2 separate regions of the Mus musculus genome follow, and region 1 is linked to region 2. Evidence: chromatin contacts called from public promoter capture Hi-C data. All regions are on one chromosome and are shown on one strand. Each heading gives the region's core, a stretch centred on a gene start, on an enhancer-like site or on the middle of the called end of the contact. The rest is flanking DNA. Distances are from core to core; before and after follow the strand shown. Region 1 has its middle 31 kb from the start of Spp1. Region 2 holds the start of Sparcl1 (SPARC-like 1).

Evidence for each region. Promoter capture Hi-C pulls out the DNA fragments that hold promoters and counts their contacts.
Region 1: a promoter capture Hi-C map of hippocampal neurons shows a contact between it and region 2, with 2.8 times the contacts expected there. The contact joins the enhancer-like site here to the promoter of Sparcl1 in region 2. A contact is called at or near these places in 4 of 39 promoter capture datasets (cranial neural crest, hippocampal neurons, pre-B cells and 1 more), 1 of 15 datasets of contacts at CTCF or cohesin (the NIH/3T3 cell line), 1 of 115 datasets of contacts at active chromatin or transcription factors (embryonic stem cells) and 1 of 9 other capture datasets (pancreatic islet).

What each region holds. Positions count from the first base shown.
Region 1 is chr5:104,401,156-104,406,473 of GRCm38.p6, forward strand. No RefSeq gene overlaps it. Among named protein-coding and RNA genes, the nearest start is that of Spp1, 31 kb to the right of the region's middle. Within about 2 kb of position 3,441, at least 29 of the 459 cell types and tissues checked have an H3K27ac peak or open chromatin away from gene starts, as enhancers often do. A contact at or near this core is called in the NIH/3T3 cell line and hippocampal neurons, where this site is marked.
Region 2 is chr5:104,109,918-104,115,395 of GRCm38.p6, forward strand. Sparcl1 (SPARC-like 1) reads right to left here and starts at 4,171. Exons shown (of 11, transcript NM_010097.4): 1 at 3,460-4,171. It overlaps LOC330143 (a long non-coding RNA gene), which reads left to right. Exons shown (of 3, transcript XR_003955771.1): 2 at 93-188; 3 at 1,988-5,478.

The DNA.
Region 1 (5,318 bases), core at 2,191-4,690, 290 kb after region 2:
GATGAACTTATGTCATTTCAGGGAAATAGATACAACTGGTGATTGCCATTTTAAAGTAACTCAATCAGATTCAGGAAGACAACTATCACATTTTCTCTCGTTTGTGGATCTTAATTACAGAGTGTATATATGTATATGTGACATGGAAGTAGGAAGAAAACTGTCATGGGATGAAGGATACAAACAAAAGAAGAGAGATGTGGGCATTAAAGAGCATGCTGAGGGAGGTATGGCCAAGACATACTGCATGTCTGCAGGAACACATTGTGAAACCACATGCAGGTACAATGAATACATCAGCAAGCAAAACTAAAAATAACTATTAAAGTTGTTGTATAAAATACGCAGGTATAGTTATTTCAGAGATGAAGAAAATGTTAAAGTTATAGTTAGTTAAATACAGACATTTCAACATAATAATGACTACAATTCATTGCAACTGTATAGATCCTTTTCTGTTTTGGAAGTTTCTGTTGTTTTAAGTTTTAAATGATATTCATTTTTCATCTTGCAATTATGAGACACTACACTCTATGCCCAAACAATATAAATAAGCCCAATATTACGCTTATGTTCATATGCTGCACCAATATGTTCTCCCTCCCTTCCCTCCTCCTTCCCTCTCTTCCTCCTTCCCTCCCTCCCCTCATCCCTCCCTCATCCCCTCTTCTTCTCCCTCCCTCCCCTCCTCCCTCCCTCTCTTCCTTCCTCTCTTCCTCCCTCTTCCCTCCTCCATCCCCTCTTCTCTTCCTCTCCTCCTCCTTCTCTCAGTCCCCTCTTCCTTCCCTCTCTCCCCTCTCCTCTTCCTTCTCTCCCCTCTCCTCTTCCCTCTCTCCCCTCTCCTCTTCCCTCTCTCCCCTCTCCTCCTCCTTCCCTCCCCTCCTCCTCTCCCCCTCTCTTATTCTTTCTTCCCTTCTTCCCTCTCTTTCCTTCATACCTGATTTCCCTTATTCTTCTTCATTCTTTTTCTTCCTCATTTTAAACGAGACAGACATGTCCCACACCACAGAATAGAGCACAGCCTGGCTTTGTGTGTCACAAACTTTGGGAAGCATCAGTCTTGTGAGAAGAGCAATGAAGCCTGTGTGTGGCAGAAAATACAACAAAGAGGGGCTCTGGGCCCGAAACATCCATTCAGTACATTACAGTCTGTGTTCCTGGGGCACTCCCAGCTGCAGGAGAGCCTCCATTTGAGTGAATGTCTTCTGTCTGTCTTTAGTATGCAAAAAGGCAGATTTGATATAAAGTGTGTGCCCTGGTATAGGCTTAATGATTACATATGGAATGAAAGCTGGTGCCTGGCTTGCTTATAAGTTACAAAGTTTTTGGAGATCATAAATAAATGTACATAGTTTATTTCACTTTCCCATGATTGCATCCATTTTGAAAACAAAACAAAACAATTAAGGAATTCAAAGGGAAGGGATGGATTTAGTAGGATTGAACTCTCAGGTTTCTGGTGACACACAGGGAACAGATGTCTGACTCTCTTAATAGGATTTTGGATCATTCCAATAAACAGCTTTCAGAAGTGTTGTTTGTTTTTAAAGACATGTTATTTATTTTAACTTTTACCACAAAGTAATTTAAAAGGCAAATACGGGGCATAAAGATGGGAAAGAGCACAGTGTTGGATCACTGGGATTATCTGAATGCAAGTTTAAATGGGTTAGGGGACAGGACAGACTGTTCTCAAATGAGGAAATACAAGTGGATAAGAAATGTTTTTTTAAATGTTCAACATCCTCAGTCATCAGGGAAATACAGATGAAAGCTTCTTTGAGAATCTATCTTACTGCAATCAGAGTGTCTAAGAGCTTGATTGTCACAGAGCTACAATACTTCCGAAGTTCTACTTAGTCTGTATTTCATTGCCTTTCCAGTATTACCCGGTCTCCCTGGAAGTCTGACCTGCTCAACTCACCCCATGGGGTTTCTTCTCTTGGTTCTTAAACATAAATTCTTTAGAAAAGTTAGCTGTCAAATGTTTCCAAACTTTATGTGTGTGTGTCTGTGTGTCTGTGTGTCTGTGTGTCTGTGTGTCTGTGTCTGTGTGTCTGTGTCTGTGAGTTTAAGTTTTTCATTTATTCAATGCACATACATATTTGTCTACTTATTCTAAATAAAAAGATTGACTCAAGCTAACCATTCTACCATGTCCAAAGTTAGGTCAGTAGATCATAAAGCCAAGACCACACACACACACACACACACACACACACACACACACACACACTACAGATAATTAATTAGACGCTTCGTTGTAGGTTTAAGTTGGTTCTCATTTGGGGATATTTGGGATTCCCACCTTCTCTGCTTTGGTATGAAAGGCTGAATTGTAGGTGATATGGTAAGGAATGTTGGTGTTTGTGGGGAAGGGAGTACAAAAACAAAGGACTGTTTCATTCCTGAATCATCCCAGTCCCTAGGGAGGGGCATGCATGAAGGCAGGAGCCTGGGACACAGGGCAGGACCAGGAAGTCACTGAACTAATGGGGAAAGATTAGGCTATCTTCACAGAAAACTTCCTTTTTATCATGTTCAGAAGAACGTTTGGGGTTCATTAGCACACACTATTTGTGCAGGGCAATGGGTTTCATTGATTCATTGATTGATTGTTTGATAATTTCCCACTGTGCGCTTTGGTCAAAGTCACACCCAGGCCCCTAACTCCTCCCAGATCCACCCTCACCTATAACCTAAAATATTCAGTATTTTCCTTTTTGTTGCATTCTATCTCTGACCAGTTTGTGTTGCCCAAATATTCTTAGTCACAGGGCACAACTGATCTACCAACCAGTGGCCACACCCTTAATAAAAACTGTCTCTCGCTCTTCCGGCAGCCAGCATTTGCCAGCTGGGACAGAGCCTCATGGTCACCTCACAGTGAGGCCAGCCTTCCGTAAATTCAAAGGCCATCATGGCCTCTCAGCGACAAAGGTGCTCAAGTGCTCAGAACTCTGCGACTCCCATGTTTGCTTGTTTGTTTGTTTTCTTCTTCGGCCTAAACTTTGTAACAACTGTGAGCTATGCTGCCAAGAACTTCAGAGAAGCAATGCAGAGTTAGAGGTACAGGGGAACAGAGAAGCCCCTAACTGTAGCAGAGGGTTGGAAGGCAAGGTGACAGGAAGATGGAGGCCACGCCTACATCTCTAGTTCATTGTAATGAGCCAGCTAGTTCAGTATATAGAACTGCTCCTGTAGCTTAGAAAACACTTTTAATATTAACACGCCTAGGGGAAAAACTATTCTTGCTACTCACACACCCCACCATGAGGCACCATTATGCTCATCAAAACATCTCCATCACTCAATCTCTTTATTCTTTGGGATCATTAAGGATTAAGTCATAATGCAGAGGAGCACCTATAAAGGACAGTACAGACTGTACCAGCAGCGAGACAAGTGACCACGGTCCTCGTTTAGACATTGTCTGGATCTGCACAGAAGAATACGGTAATAGGCTTTCAAATGTTCCAACCCCTCTAGAATAGCTAGAGAGTCAAAAATAACATGCAGCTTGACTGGAGAAACAAAAACTTGGCAGACATGAACTTGACAAAAAGATTGACTTTCACAAGAGTGAATGAGCTACACAGAAGAAATTCAGAAGACACCATTATAAACACCTCCCACTTCTCTGCACACAAACAATAATTCATCATTAATCCGTGCAACAAAACCTGTCTGTCAACAGATGCCTGCTGCTAAGACGTTATTTGAGAAAATGATACATTAACATTCTAATAGCATTTTCTATCTAATAAGTTTGGATAGCTTTGCGTGGCATTCTAGCACCTGTAAATTATCAATTTGCATATGAAAAACTCCAGGAATTCTTACAATAAGGGCACATGCCCAATCCAGATCTTAACAATATTGTTTGGCTGCTAAGTTGTGGAATTTTCTGAGTTTCCTAACATCTACTGTCTTAAATTGTTCAACAGAATATGTCTTGAGACATAGAAATTGTTTCCAGACCCAGAGCAGGCTAAGCAGATAATAAGCCAGCATTACTTCTACAGAAGTTTTGCATCCGACATGCATTGAGGAAAAATGTGTGTATGCCATCTTTCTCAGTGGAATTGTGGTTCTCATAGGATTTTGATGCTCAGGGTAACAGATGGAGAAAAGATTCCAGTATATGACTATCAATTGTCACGGCAACAAACCATGGCAACTCAGGATTTAAAGAGCCCGGAGTTCCAGTTACCTCAGTGAGGTAACACTAATCACTGTTTGTTTATTCAACTACAGAATGTACTGAGACCAGTCCCCAGGCATTCTAGGAGGGAGATGACTCTAGTTTGGTCAAGTTGACATAAAACACACGCAGCCTACCTGGAAGCCTATGTTCCAACTTATACTGCGTATTCACTTATATCCCAAGGTCACATATTTGGTCTTTGCCATACCCAGGATGATGCTAGCATATTTTTCATGTTGAGGCCTCTCTGACTGAGGATTATTACTCCAAACACCTAAGGGCCTTCATTGTAAGCTTGCCAGGAGCTCTGCATAGTAAAGAAGTGTTTAGATGAGAGGGCATCACAGCTAACAAGATGACCTAGGCCGCAGGAAAGGCCTTTTGTTGTTTGTCTTGGTCTCTTCTCTGTTTAAATCTGCCAGCGTTGAAGGTTTCCAACAAATGGTAGGAGTAGTTTTCCTACATGTGACATACTCAGCCTCCTAACTCCAGAGGGTCTCACAATACCGTCTCTTTCTTTACAGCAGGCCGCACATGGTTCAGAAAGGCAAATCTCACTTTAGAAAGACTGTCACTGAATATCTAAGATAACTAGATTCCTTAAAGTGCCTCCCTGAGTGTCAGTTCCCTGGTACTCAATTGGTTCACACTGTGGCCTGTAGTTACTTTACTAGGTCAAACAGGAAAGTTCTCACTAGGTCCAACTCACTTAACATACTAGCACAGCTCCCTGGTGGTACCAAGATGACCAAGTTCCCTCCAAATTACATCATAATAAGATGACCTGAATGCATGTAATTAACAATGTAATCTATTGTCCCTGATACTTGAAAGCAAACTTCTTCCTATGCAGTTAGCTGAGACCCCCCCCTGTCTGGATCCATAGCCACATCCCACACAAGGGATGGGTTTTATTGCTACTGGTCAAAATACAAAAGCCAGAACTATAACTTAACCAAAGCTGGCATCTTATTATACCTCTGACAATCCACAGATATTTTTAAAAATGCCCAAAAATTGATATCTTGAGCAGGCAATATTTCTCATTGGATAGGGATGCTTGTCATCGGGTCTAATAACCTGAATCAGTACTCCAGAATCCACGTGGTGG
Region 2 (5,478 bases), core at 2,921-5,420:
CTCTTTCCTCCTCTTTAAATGTAAAATAAATAATAAATAAAACCAATCAGTTCCTAAACTGATAACTATTCCCTTTCTTCTTTTCTCTACAGATTCACTGGTCCACAGCTAAGCCATGTTTCTTCTGAGGCCTTTTATTCTCATCCCTGCCAGCGCTGACCTCCCTCATGAGGAGCATGAAGTGCAGGGTGGGTGTTTAGCAGGATCGTTTTATCATCCTCTCCAACCACAGGGGAAACTGAGGCTTTTGAAACTCAGGTTGGATGCTGAGTAATCACGGCTGTGTGTGTCAACAAGCAAGGGAGGTGACCGCCATTTCTCCTTCCCCTTAAGGGTTGTTTGCCCTTGCACCCATGAGAGATGGCTTCTGCTTCAGTTCTTTGCTTCAATACCTCCTATTCACTGAATCCTTAAAGGAAACATTTAGCTACCGCTGCACATAAGTTGGTTGCATAATAGGAAAGAAACGAGCCAGGGCTGGAGACCTCATCTCCACGGAAGCATTGTAAGGCCAGCGAGGGCTGTTTTACAGAGCCAGCCATGACTTGGGACTCCCTCTATACCCTTTCATCACCATGACAACAGGCAGCTCCTACTTCACACATCCAGGAAAAGCAGCTGACATCTCAATGCTAAGAACACAGGGGAGAGGTTTACAAAAAAACCACAACAACCACCACCAAAAAAGTCTTTTTGTTTGCCTGTCAACAGAGAGAACACCCCCCCAGAGTAAGTCAAAACCTCTATTCTTGCCTTCAAGAAAGATCTGAAAGGAAAGTGTTGGGGCTTTTTCCCCTGGTCCAAGGGGGCCCCTCAAGCAGGACCCACTGCAGACTGGCATGGCTCCTCCGAGTCTCCGGAAGGGCTGGCACCGAGAATACTCCCTTGACTTAGACTTGGCCATTGCAGAAGCTGCTAAATGACAGAGCAGTGAGACTTAACAGATACCTTGTGCTGAGGCCCTGAGATGGTTTCCTTTACATTTCTTTGAATAAAGGAAAGATAACTTAGATAATCTTTCCTTCTTCCTTCATAACTTTGCTACTAGAAGCCTTATTCCAAGTTCATAATAGATAGTTTAGGGTATGGGATTTCCAGTGGTGGTTGGTAAATTTTTTGGTGAGTCTAGTGTTCTGGTCGGGGCCGTACTTACTTGTGTTTAATAAATACCTCATCTGATTCTTATAACAAAATCACCGGTGGGTATCCTTTGCCTAAGAGATGGTTAGCTGAAGCCTGGAGGTGTGACATGATGGCTAAGCTCACAGAGCTTGCAGCAGCGCGCGCGTGTGTGTGTGTGTGTGTGTGTGTGTGTGTGTGTGTGTGTGTGTGTGTTGGGGTTGGTACTCAGGTGTATCTATCAGACTTGGCAGCCTTATCTGTCCACTCTCTATGCTGTCTTGGAGACTTCAGTCTGCTTTCTGAAGATTGTTAGAGCAGAGCATACAAGTACAAGGGGGAGCCTAGCGTCCACACCCTTTTCAGAGTTTAAGTAGTGAAATATAGCCAGACCAATACTTTCATATTTGCTATCATCAATATATACGAGGCATACATCCATTTTCCAGCTCATTCTCCCATTCAATCTCTGCAGTATCTATTGATTTTATGATTCTGATTCATGGTTACAACAAAGGGTTCTTATGACAAAGTCATTTGCGCAGAGTCCCTGGGCTATTTCTTGTGACACTTCGCATGCAGATAAACCATGCCTATGTAGTCTAACAGAAGTCAGAGCTGTATGGTCATCATGTATGAACCAGGGCCCTTTTCATCTTTCTCATGTTAATTGCATTGGCTGTCTTTGAGGCAGTCACTTTTGTGCAGAGTTCTGTAAATCCTTTGATGTTCATGACAAAGAGACAGGCTGTGGCTAGGTGGTGGTCCTATCACCCCGGGAGCCTCTGCAGAAGGCATCCTGGGAGACCCGTAAGAGCTTCTCCTGGATTTATGGCTTTTTTTTTCTTTTTTTTTTCACCCACTAAAGATTGTTCCGTGGTGATAAGAAAGTCCAACACACCTCAAGCCTTTTGACAAGTTGTTTGTGTTATCCAACATGTTTTGGACATTGAGCTCAACTTAACCAAAGCAACCACGTCCATGTCTGGCTGCAAGTCAGCTGAGAAAGAACAGGAGTCAAGAGAGAATGTAAGGGACATTCTCGAGTTCCCCAGATGCTCCACCGCGCACCTCATCTGTCGCCACTATTTATTGTTTTACTGTGGGCCTGTGCCATAACAGCCTGCTGGCAAGACACTGAAGGGCAAGGAAACCACCCCAGAGTTCTAACTGCTCAATGGCTCTTTGGAAAAAAGTGGGGGTGGGGGCACGATCTTCAAACAACGCACACATTCTTTCCCCAGATGTGGGAAGTCGTGTCCGGTGATTGACAAGCAGAGGAAACAGACTGCTCTACCTGATTGGACTTCACTTAGACGATCCAAACTTTAAATCTTTCCTAAGAATGGGGTGGGGGGTGTCTTTAAGAAAAACAAAGGAAACCAGTCAGAAACAAAGATTTAGTGGAGCGAGCTGTAAACTGAAAACAAAACCCTGGGATCTAAGAGAAAGGAGAGGGTAAAATTTTTTTCTCCCCACTGCGGGTACATTTCTATTCTGTGTGGCTGGAGTCTGCCCCAGAGGAGTCTGCAATGTCAAGGTGGCACATTTAACCTCTTTGCAGACAAAAAGCACTGCAGATGAGACTATACTGCAGGACTTCTCTCGGGTACTTTTTCAACTGTATTGATTGGCAGCTGCAAGCAGGGTTATAGTTTTCTACTGCAGGGTGATCTTGTTCCTGAAGGAATGAGCGAGAAAGGCTCGCAGGAAGTGCTGTATTGGGGAAGGTGCAGATGGGAGGACCTTCTCAAAGACAGCACAGTTGTTAGCCCTGACTTCTCCTTTAGCATTGTGTTTTTCTAGAGAGGATGTAATGAGGAACCGGGCATATTCCCTGTCCCCTTGTCACCTCTTAACAAATGATAGGTAGCAGGAGGAGAGAGATCTGTGAAAACTGTGAGGGAAAGGATAATATGAAAGTAACCGAAGAAGAATGTACTGTTAGAGATATTTCCTAACTGAAAAACAAACAAACAAACAAACAAAGCATTCTACTTCTACACAGCTGTCAGGCCCATGACAGTGACAGATACAGTTAGGTAATTTAAACATGGCAAACACACATTTTTTAAAATTTTGAAATCTATACTTCTGGTTTGGCCATTACGAAAACTATGGTTTATTAGTGCTCGACATTTAATTTTGTAGGAGGAAAAGAGACATGGCCACACAAAGTAAAATTCTCCTTTTTCCTTCATATAAATCACTCCAAATGGGATTATAAAAATAAACACATGGCTTTGAATTATTTAAGCAGAATCATCAAGCAGTCTTTTTAGATCAGGGAAGTCAGTTTAACGCATGCAGTTGGGCAATATAAGCAAATTTAACATTTACCTGCGGAGAGGTGGCTGGATCCAGAGCCTTGGTAGCTTGAAGCCGAAGTTGAGTCCCCTCCTTGCACACAGCCAGGAGGTAAAAGTTTGACAAATGCCCAAGAGGAGCTAGCTCTTCCACCCCCCTCCCTCGTCAGCTTGGCTGCTTTGCCTAGAAGCACATTCACGTTTATTGGAGTTGAAATTCTGCTGCTCTGTCAGCCAGTCAGGGTCTGAAGTGACAGATGAGAATTTGGAGGTTGGCACCACAGGGTGTTTCAGGCTGTCATGGTTTCTGTTGCAGATTCCTGGATCTCGCTCCCTCCGTGCTGCTGAGCTTTGCAGCAGAGCAGACCCAGAGGGAGAGAGCTAATTCTGCAGCATGCATGGAGTGAACGGCCCTCCCCTAGCCTCTCCTCCTCATAGGCTCCTAACTTGGCCAGAGTGTAAGCATTTGGCTCTTCATGCAATTTTTTTTTTTCAAACAACTCTGAGAGATCGTATGATTGGGATCCCTTGGGGCTTGTGACTCTGAGACACTGCAGAGAGGCTTCACACTCTTGTTTATTCCTAGGGCGACTGCAAAGCCAGGGTGAAAGGACAGAAGGATCACTGCAGCAGATGCGTTTTTATATTGCTCGATTGGAAGCTGTCCTCATGACCGCAGTCTGAACGTTAACAGAGAACCGTTCCGGCTGCTTTAACCGTCCTACTCGTAAGCAGCTCTGGAAAATGAAGTTGCTGCTCTTTAGAGCATGCTGATTTAGAGAAGCTGTGATTCATAGCCTGCTCTTGCCCAGCCCAGTCAGTCATCCTCTGTAAGCCTATGATGGCACCGGGCTGTACAAGAAGAGGTCTTCCTGTGTGCTTATTTCTGACTTTGCACTGTGGCATTCATCTATCAAGGCATGTAAATATTTATTTATTTATTTATTTATTTATTTATTTATTTACCTGGCCCCGAGCTAATCTGGAACCCACAGAGATCCGTCTGCCTCTGCCTCCTGGGTACTAAGTTTAGAGGAGCAGCAGTAGGCCTGGCTCTGCTTCTGTATATGTATGTGTGTAATCATTTCAATGGTTGTGTCTGTATTTATTGCACATTTATCGTGTGTCGGACCCTGCGCTAACAGCTTTCAATGCATCGTGTTCGTGGAGTCTGACAAGTCTTTGGAGGTTTTACTACGTTCCCATTTTAAAGATAGTACAGAGTAATGTTAACTGTACAGGATTTAAGGACAGGCAGCTTGGATTTTCTTCTTGACTTTCCCACACCCTAACTGTACACCCAGGAGCTAGTAATAACCTCTCTCAGCATCTGCTTTCTTATTTATAAAATGAGGCTACAGATATAGGAGGAGTGATTATAAGGTCTATCACAGGCAATTGTTCTGAGTTTCAATAATTTGATGCAAACCAACTGCATAAAACTCCTGCCATGTAGTAGACACTCAACAAATGTTAACTATTTTGGTTTATGTCAGACGACAGCAACGTTCGCTTTCTCCCGGGTCTCTAACTGTAATAGCAAGGTGGTACTCTCCTTGCCTCCCGCCTGTGTTAGCCAACTGAGCAGGCATTTCGCTGAGGAAGAGATACTGCCCCCCCACCCCCTTCTCCAGGTGACTAGCCCAAATGCTTCTGATACTATACACTCTCCACTAACACTGGATGAGAAGTTGTTATTTAACGTAATTTAGGCTCTCTGAGTGTGTGACAAAGTCAACAGGCAACCAGACTGATAAAAGCAAAAGCCAAGTGAAGCAAATAAAAACCCTGAGCTATACAAGTTTGCAGACGTGCCTCAGCCGGTTCGCTCTACGGACCCCAGAACATTCGTCGCACTGATTTTCAGAATGAGAAAGGTAACAGAACTTATCTCTGTCGTGCAGCAGGGAAGTCTGGGAGCAGAGGAAGCCGGGCAGTGAGCCAGAGCCCTTCCAGCTGGGAAGGGCGCACGTGTCTGGGATCAGGATTATAGAAAGGGCCGAGGATGTGACGTCTTGAAGCCTCAGACAATGGGATGTTTTTTCCTCAGCTC